Linked DNA regions of Mus musculus: region 2 is linked to region 1. The links are chromatin contacts, called in public HiChIP or PLAC-seq maps. All regions are on one chromosome and are shown on one strand. The core of a region is the stretch at or near the end of the contact, and the rest is flanking DNA. Distances in the headings are between cores, read along the strand shown. Region 1 holds the start of Uba2 (ubiquitin-like modifier activating enzyme 2). Region 2 overlaps Gpi1 (glucose-6-phosphate isomerase 1).

The links. HiChIP or PLAC-seq counts read pairs in DNA pulled down with a chosen protein or histone mark.
Region 2: an H3K27ac HiChIP or PLAC-seq map of embryonic stem cells shows a contact between it and region 1, with 10 read pairs. The contact joins the enhancer-like site here to the promoter of Uba2 in region 1. A contact is called at or near these places in 11 of 39 promoter capture datasets (the C10 cell line, the HPC-7 cell line, cranial neural crest and 5 more), 59 of 484 Hi-C or Micro-C datasets (the C10 cell line, CD4 T cells, CD8 T cells and 21 more), 17 of 115 datasets of contacts at active chromatin or transcription factors (CD8 T cells, the SCID.adh cell line, bone marrow-derived macrophages and 6 more) and 3 of 9 other capture datasets (adipose tissue, liver and pancreatic islet).

Annotation. Positions count from the first base shown.
Region 1 is chr7:34,166,810-34,170,936 of GRCm38.p6, forward strand. It overlaps Uba2 (ubiquitin-like modifier activating enzyme 2), which reads right to left and starts at 1,720. Exons shown (of 17, transcript NM_016682.2): 1 at 1,564-1,720. The coding sequence starts at 1,701.
Region 2 is chr7:34,217,018-34,221,144 of GRCm38.p6, forward strand. Gpi1 (glucose-6-phosphate isomerase 1) reads right to left here. Exons shown (of 18, transcript NM_008155.4): 5 at 3,826-3,909; 6 at 3,597-3,743; 7 at 2,014-2,085; 8 at 1,281-1,325. Among named protein-coding and RNA genes, the nearest start is that of Gpi1, 11 kb to the right of the region's middle. Within about 2 kb of position 1,699, at least 9 of the 459 cell types and tissues checked have an H3K27ac peak or open chromatin away from gene starts, as enhancers often do. A contact at or near this core is called in embryonic stem cells and intestinal villus epithelium, where this site is marked.

The DNA of each region.
Region 1 (4,127 bases), core at 470-2,969:
TGTAAGCCACCACACTCACGTTAATTCCTTATCTACACATTCACTCAGGATTACTTGAGGGCTGTTGAAGAAAATGCCCTATGTATGGTAAAATAAATAAGTAAAGTAAAATCTAGTCTAGGAGCCGTCGTAGATGGCTAAACAGTTAAGAGTGCTGGCTGCTCTTGCATAGGACCAGGGGTTCAATTTTCAGGCTCAACATGGTGAGTCACAGCCATTGCTAACACCAGCTCCAGGGATCCAACGCCCCCTTCTGGCCTCTGGGGGCACCAGGCACAGACACAATGCAGGCAAATGGCCCATACACGTAAAATAAAGGAAAAAGTTTAAAGTAAAATTAAATTTTAATCTAATTGCTACTTTAAAGGGGAAAAGAATTAACATCATTTACATTCTATTTCAACAAACTTACATAAGCAACAAAATGTTCTCATCATCAAACATTCTAAAGTTTAGAGTAGTATGGGAAAATTATGGAACATAATCATTGAAATATTCATTTGTACTTCAAAGTTCACTATAAAAATTTAACCAAAGAAAATTAAAACAGAGAACAAGCATTTACTTTTTCAATTCACTCCTGTCTATTGAAAAATCTACTCTTAAAATAGCATCAAGCGTCACTAGCATATTATGGATTATACTATTTTCTATGGACCAAAACTGGGTGTGAAGCCTGACCAATGAAGAATGTTTCCCTCCAATTCTGCCTCAGCTGAAACCCTGACACCTGCAATTTCATCCCGTGTTTCTGTTAAACCTTAAGGCATCTTCAATTCACATCCAAGGTTCATATAATATCTCCAACACATTCACAAATTACAGGGGTTTCCTGTCATTGCACATTACGCTAACGCAAAACTTAAGAATCCTGACAACCAAAAAAAAAAATTTTTTTTTAATTTCTTGGGTAAGATGTTGCTACGTAGCCCAAGCGGACCTCAAACTTCCAGTTCTACAGTCTCTCGATGCACGGATTACAGTCTGTCACCCAATCCTGCAAACCCCAGGGAGTATCTATAATGACATAAACACGGATCTGCACGATGCCCAGACCAGAGGAGCGCGAGCCCCAAGGAGTCTAACCAGCCACTTACGGCGTGCCCCCAGGGTAAGTTACTCAACCTCATAGCGTCTCACTTTCCTCATCTGTTAAAAATAAAACGGGATGCAGACAGCACTTGCAACCTGAGGGCCGGTGGCAGACTCGGGAATGAATGCACGTGTGCACGCCCGGCGTGCTGTGGCTGGTGGCTGCAAACCGCTCGGCCGCGGGATCGTTATTTTAAGTTGGAGAATATTTGAATTAAAGTCACAGCATCTACAGGGTCTCTTCTTGCATCCCAGTGTAACTGGGGAAACTGCCTCGGGAGGCGGCGCGCGCAGGCCCAGGGAGCCGAGGGCCGCGAACAGGAGGTCCGGAGAGCCGGAGTCCCGCGTCCCACCAACCCGCTTCCCGCACGGTGATCCTAACCCCAGGCCTCTCGGGCCGCGCCGCCCTGACTCCCGCCCGGAACCGGGCCCCGCAGGCAGACCGCCATTCACCCGGAGCCCGGGCCTCACCAGGTCGATGTGGGAGAAGCCAGTGAGCACCAGGTTCTTGAGCAGCTCACAGCCGATCCCACCCGCGCCAACCACCAGCACCCGGCCGCCGGACACCGCCTCGGCCAGCTCCCGGGGCAACCCCCGCGACAGTGCCATGGCGGGACGTCTACGAGCCGCCTCACAGTCGGAGGCGGGAGAACCAGAGCGGCAGCCGGAAGTCGGTGGGGGAAGGGCAGCGCAGCTTCCGCTCCTGCGCAGTGCGGCCGCCATCCCGCCCCGGGATGGGCTCAGGCGACACCCTGAGTCCTGGGATTACTTCTCACACAATTCCAGAGGAACACAAACCAGCTCTCAGCCTGAGATGCCTAGGGTCACCTTCTAAAGACCTCGGTTTGAATTCCCAACAAAAGCTCTTTATTTAAAGGTTAAAAAAGCTATGACCCGGCCGGGAAGTGGTGGCACACGAGGAGGATTTCTGAGTTCGAGGCCAGCATGGTCTACAGAGTGAGTTCCAGGACAGCCAGGGCTACACAGAGAAGAAACCCTGTCTCGAAAAAACAAAAGAAAGAAAGAAAAAAAAGCAGGAAACACATATTAAACGACATACAACATAGCCACATTTATCAATATACTCCATGAGCTGGACCGATGGCCCAGAGGTTAAGCGCACATACTGCTACTGCAGAGGACCTGAGTTCAGCTGTCAGCATTCATATTAGGCAGCTCAACACTACCTGTAACTCCACCTACTAGGGATCTAACACACTCTTCTGGCCTCAGCAGGAAAACAGACACACATACTGCTTACATCCTCACAAATACATTCTCATACACATAACAAAAAATAACAATAAACCTTACAACTATATTCCAATATTAAAATTTTCAGCAATGCAAAAACTGCTATTATTTTTGCACCCACCAAATTGATGAAATATACTGTGGCTTTTGTCAACCACTCATGACTGCTAACGCTCTTGCTTCTGTTGACCATTGTTTGTCAATCATTCATGGCTGGTAACACTCTGAGGATAAGCCATGGAGCTAGAATGCCTCAGATGGAAATCAGGTCACAGAAACACTAATTTTCCTCTACTTTTCTGTCTTGGAACTGACTGTAAAGAAGTTCTCTGATTCACGCTGACTCCGGTACAGTCAGCATCAGTTATGAGACTGTTTCCTGTGTGTCTGCCACATGTACACACACTACATGTGGAGGCTAGTGTGCCCTTCCCCCCAGCCTTGAGCTGGCTGAATCAGACCGGTTTCTGCCACAGTAGGCTAGCCCACCCAGGGTGGAGTCTTCTGACCTAGGTGAAGTCTTTTGTCTGCCACATCTGCAGCTTCCTGCAAGAAGCTACCTGCAGAACAGCTGAGCTTGCTTTCCTGAGGTGATCCTGACAAAGTGGGGGATGGGTCTCCCCCCTTTAAATTTAAGACTATATTGAGCCTTGTTCAGAGAACTTTGCCTTGGCTTGTTATTTCTCTAGTCATCCTTCCCATCCATCCCCAGCTTTCCTTTCAGGAACCCAGTAACCCATGGCCACTGGCAGCTGCAGGCTAGAGGAGAATTCTGGGTATCATACTCTATCACTTTCCACCTAGGGTTTTGTTTGTTTGTTTGTTTTCATCGAGACAGGGTTTCTCTGTATAGTCCTGGCTGTCCTGGAACTCACTTTGTAGACCAGGCTGGCCTCAAACTCAGAAATCCGCCTGTCTCTGCCTCCCAAGTGCTGGGATTAAAGGCATGCACCACCACCGCCCAACAGTTTTGTTTTGTTTTGTTTTGTTTTAAGATTTATTTATTTACTTTATGTATGTGTATATACTGTAGCTGTACAGATAATTGTGAGCCTTCAACTGGTTTTGGGGAATTGAATTTAGGACCTCTGCTCACTCTTGTCAGCCCTGCTCGCTCCATCCCTGCTTGCTCCAGCCCAGAAATTTATTTATTATTATAAATAAGTACACTGTAGCTGTCTTCAGACACACCAGGAGATGGCATCAGATCTCATTACAGGTGGTTGTGAGCCGCCATGTGGTTGCTGGGATTTGAACTCAGGACCTTCAGAAGAGCGGTCAGTGTTCTTACCCACTGAGCCATCTCACCAGCTCTCCACCTGGCTTTTATTTTTATGTGTGCGTGTGCATCATGTGCATGCAGGAGCCTGGAGAGGTCAGAAGAGGGCTTCAGACCTCCTGGAACCAGAACTCAAGATGGTTGTAAGCTACCTTGACGATGCTAAAAAAAAAAAGCATGGTCCTCTGCAAGGGCAGTCAGTGCTCTTAACCACTGAACCCACCATATTTGGTATCTTTGTGCATCTGTCTGTGGTTCTGATTCTCAGTTCATGCTTACCAAAGAAAACAGTAACTCTAAAGACAAAAAACAGAGAAAAATCCTGTTTGAACTGTCTTTCTATGCAGCTGATTGGCTCACCAACCACACCCAGGCTGGCCTAGAGGATTTCTTAGGCTGCTACCCAGATGCTGCAAGTGTAGGAAGGACAAGAGGGCCTTTCCAGGGTGGAGATCACTCCTGTATATAGGCTGAGCTTTCTGTCAGAATGGCCCCACCTCTG
Region 2 (4,127 bases), core at 449-2,948, 50 kb after region 1:
CCAACCCCATAAAATTAAAATAAATAATTATAAGAAAAAAGTCGCAGGGCAGTGATAGCACATGCCTTTAATCCCAGCACTTGGGAGGCAGAGGCAGGTGGCTTTCTGAGTTTGAGGCCAGCCTGGTCTACAGAGTGAGTTCCAGGATAGCCAGGTCTACACAGAGAAACCCTATCTCGAAAAACAACAACAACAACAACAAAAGGAAAGAAAAAAGTTGTGACAGGCTATGTAGCAAATGTCTTAATCCCAGCACTCAGGAGGCAAATGTGAGTGGATCTCTGTAAGTTTGAGGCCATCCAAGATAGCCAGAGCTATACAGTCAGTCCCTGTCAAAAAAAGTTCTTATCTAGGGCTAGGTAGATGGCTCACAGTAAAGGCACTTGCTGTAGAAGCCTAGAGATCAGAGTTTGATCCCAGGAACCCACATAATAGAAGCAGGAGAGAACCATAAGGTTGTCCTCCGACCTCCAATGGTGTGTGTGTGCCCACAGATATCATGGACACACACCTGCAAAATCATAAACATTTAATTCAAAAGAAGTTACACCGAAGACTGGAAAGCTGGCTCAGTGGTTAAGAGCACTTGTTTGTTCTTAGAGAGGACCCAGGTTCAATTCCCAGTAGGATGGTTTACAACCATCCCTACCTCCAGCCCCAGAGGATCTAATGCTTTCTTCTGATCTCTGAAGATATACATGTGGTATATAGTCACATATGCAAACATACACATAGAATAGAATAAATTAATTAAAAAAAAAAGTGAATGGTGGTGGTGTAGGCCTTTATTCCCAGCAGTCAGAGGCAGAGGCAGGTGGATTTCTGTGAGTTTAAGGCCAGCATAGTCTACAGAGAAGTTCCAGGACAGCCAGGGCTATACAGAAAAAAACATCTCCAAAACAAAACAACAATAACAACAAAAAAGCACATTCATTTGCCAGACTTAACAGCTCTAGAGAGGAAAAAGATTTCTGCACATCCTATGTGGGCAGGGTGCCAGAGGCCAGGAAAGGGGGGGGTGGGGGTAGGGGGTGTCATGCATCAGCCTGGCCTGGGAGATGGGTGGGGACATTATCCCACTGACTGCCTGTCCTTCCTCAGGATTAGAGACTGAATGGAGACGGCAGGAAAGGCCAATCAGCTCTCACAGAGCCTTCTAAACCAGCACCCCAGCCATGATGCTACCCCGAAGCAGACCACTGAGCTTGGTGGATTCTGAGAGACTGAGGTTTTCCCATGGCCCAGGCTTTCCCATGAGGGCATGCAGGACTAGCACTTACCGTGTTCGTAGACAGGGCGACAAAGTGCTTTGCAACTGCAGATGGCTACAAGAGACGGAAGCAGATTATACCAAATCCATCCCAGAGGAGCCACTAAGGGTGGGGATGCCCCACCACTGGAGAAAACCAGATTCTACACAGGACTAACTATTCTCTCTCTTTGGCCCTGAGGCTGTTAGAGGAACCCACAAAAGGTCAAGGTCGAGAGGGCAGGAAGATGGTGGCACAGGACTATAATCCTAACACTCAGCAGACTGGAGCTGGAGCTTTGCCATGAATCCAAGACCTGCCTGGACTACATAGCAAGACCCTGCCCTGGCACAAACCAGGAAAAAAAAAAAGGTGTATAAGGGCCACAGACAAGCCTGCCCATCCCCACCTCAAAGGCACACAGGGCCAAGGAGTAAAATGAATCCAAGTGTAAATGGGTGTGGTTTCTGGGAGCAAAGAGGCAAGGGACCAAAGGCCAAGGGACTTAAAGAAAGGATCCTTAGTCATAACATGGAAACTATTAAAAGTGGATAAAGAAAGAAAGGCTCCTTAGACATTTAGAGCAGGTTCTGTGAATGCCAAAGCTCTGAAAGCTCTCCTCCCCTTCATACCTCAGCAGTTAAGGCTTGGGGGGGGGGGGGGGGACACAGGACATGTACCACACCTCCCACCAAGCTCTGTCTGTGGGAGAGCTGAGAACACACCCTACCACCACCACCTCCAGGAGACCCCAACCACTCACATCCTTGGCCGCTTCGAGAAACCACTCCTTTGCTGTCTCTGCATTGGTGATGGTCTCCTGGGTGGTGAAGGTCTGTAAGGGAATGTATGGCGGTCAGCCCAGTCCAGGGTGGGCAGCAGAGGGTACACTGGCTGCTGGCTAGCATATCAGCAACACCTACTACAGGCACCCACAAGCACATGCACATGTCACAGCGGCGCGTCCAGCAGCAATCTACCATCACACCCAGGCGTGGAAGGACCCCATTGAAACTCCCAGGCATCTCCCAGAGAGGGCTAAGCTATGCTGAGCTTGCTTTACTCCAGCCTAGGTGGGACCTCACAATGCAGATGGAAATCCTATTTTTCAAGTTTATTACATTTATTCAGAGAGAGTGTGTGTGTGTGTGTGTGTGTGTGTGTGTGTGTGTGTGTGTGTGTGCATAAGAGTGCCACAGCACATGTGGTGGAGGTGAGGAGACAACTTTTTGGGAATAATTCTCCCCCACCAGGTGGGACCCAGGATCAAAGCCCAGGTCAGCTGGCTTGCTGGCAAGCCCCTTTATACCTGCTGAACCATCTTACCGACCTCAGATGGACTTCTCATTATTTGCGTGTATTACAGTACACAAGGTGTACAGGATAATAAATAAACCCTTATGTTATCAAGCCAAGGCTCTGAAATCAGAGAGGCATAATAAACATGTCAGGTGTGGTGGTACACGCCTACATACCCAGGGCTCAGGGGGCTGAGGGAGGAGATTACACCCAGCTAGTAAAGACCCTGCCTAAAAACCCTGAGGAGGGAGAGAGAAGAAGGTAACAGATGTATCTGTTGAGAAAGAAGTTATCAGGGGCTGGAGAGATGGCTCAGTGATTAAGAGCACTGACTGGTCTTGCAGAGGTCCTGAGTTCAATTCCCAGTAACCACATGGTGGCTCACAACCATCTGTAATGGGATCTGATGCCCTTTTATGGCGTGTAGGTGTCCATACAGATGGAACACTCATACACATAAAATTAAAAAAGAGAGAAAAAGAAAGATAGATCACCCAGGACTTAGGAGCCTTTGCAGACCTCCGAGTTCCAAGACAGCCAAGGCTACACAGAGAAACACTGTCACAACTAGGGGCGGTGGGGGGAAGGCAGTTTCAGACACATGCTGGTGACATGGACCTGTCTGTAAGTACTTAAGCAACTAAGGAAGGAAGATCAAAAGTTCAAAGTGGACCACAGTTTGAATTCAAGGCTATCCGAATAACTGAAAGAGAGCCTGTCTCAATATAAAGAGCTGAGGATGTAGTTCAGTGGTAGAGGTCTTACCTAGCTTGTATGAGACCCTGAGGGGACACACACACACACACACACACACACACACACACACACACAGGCAAAGATCACATAAAGTGGGTACTGCCTATGACAAGAATCCAAAGTGAACAGGTTCCGGCTCTTATTAGGTAAACCTCACTTGCTGCCAGACATGGAAAGCATCTAAGGGCAGCTGTGCTAACCAGATCCACAAAGCCCCATTCACTCAGAATCCTTCCTGACACTCCATTGCCCAGGGCAATCCACCCATCCTCCCCATCCTCAGCGCCATACCTTGGAGGCGATTATAAAGAGGGAAGTCTCAGGGGACAAGCTGGCCAGTGTTTTGGCAATGTGGGTCCCATCAATGTTAGAGACAAACCAGACACGGGGACCTCCTTTCGAGTAAGGCTTGAGAGCTTCAGTCACCATGAGGGGTCCCTGCAGGAAGAGAGGACAAGGTTCTAGGGAGAGACTGTTCCCAACCTTCAGCCCATCCCAGGGTGAGCTGGGCGCTCCTTACCAGGTCAGAGCCCCCGATGCCGATGTTGATGATGTCCGTGATGGATTTGCCAGTGTACCCTTTCCAGTCACCACTCCGGACCCGCTGTCACAGAAGCAGATGTGATTAACCCAAACGCACAGCTCACAAATGTCACTCCTCGTGTGTCTTGTGTCCCTTTACCCAAATGACAACTGCTAGACCCTGTCAGGAGCCTCTGGTGGTCACAGAACCAGATCCCTGTCACAATCTGTGACATGTTATCCTGGTAGTCTGCCACATGCTGTCTAAACAGACTCTAGGAAAAACAGGCTTTCTTGCCC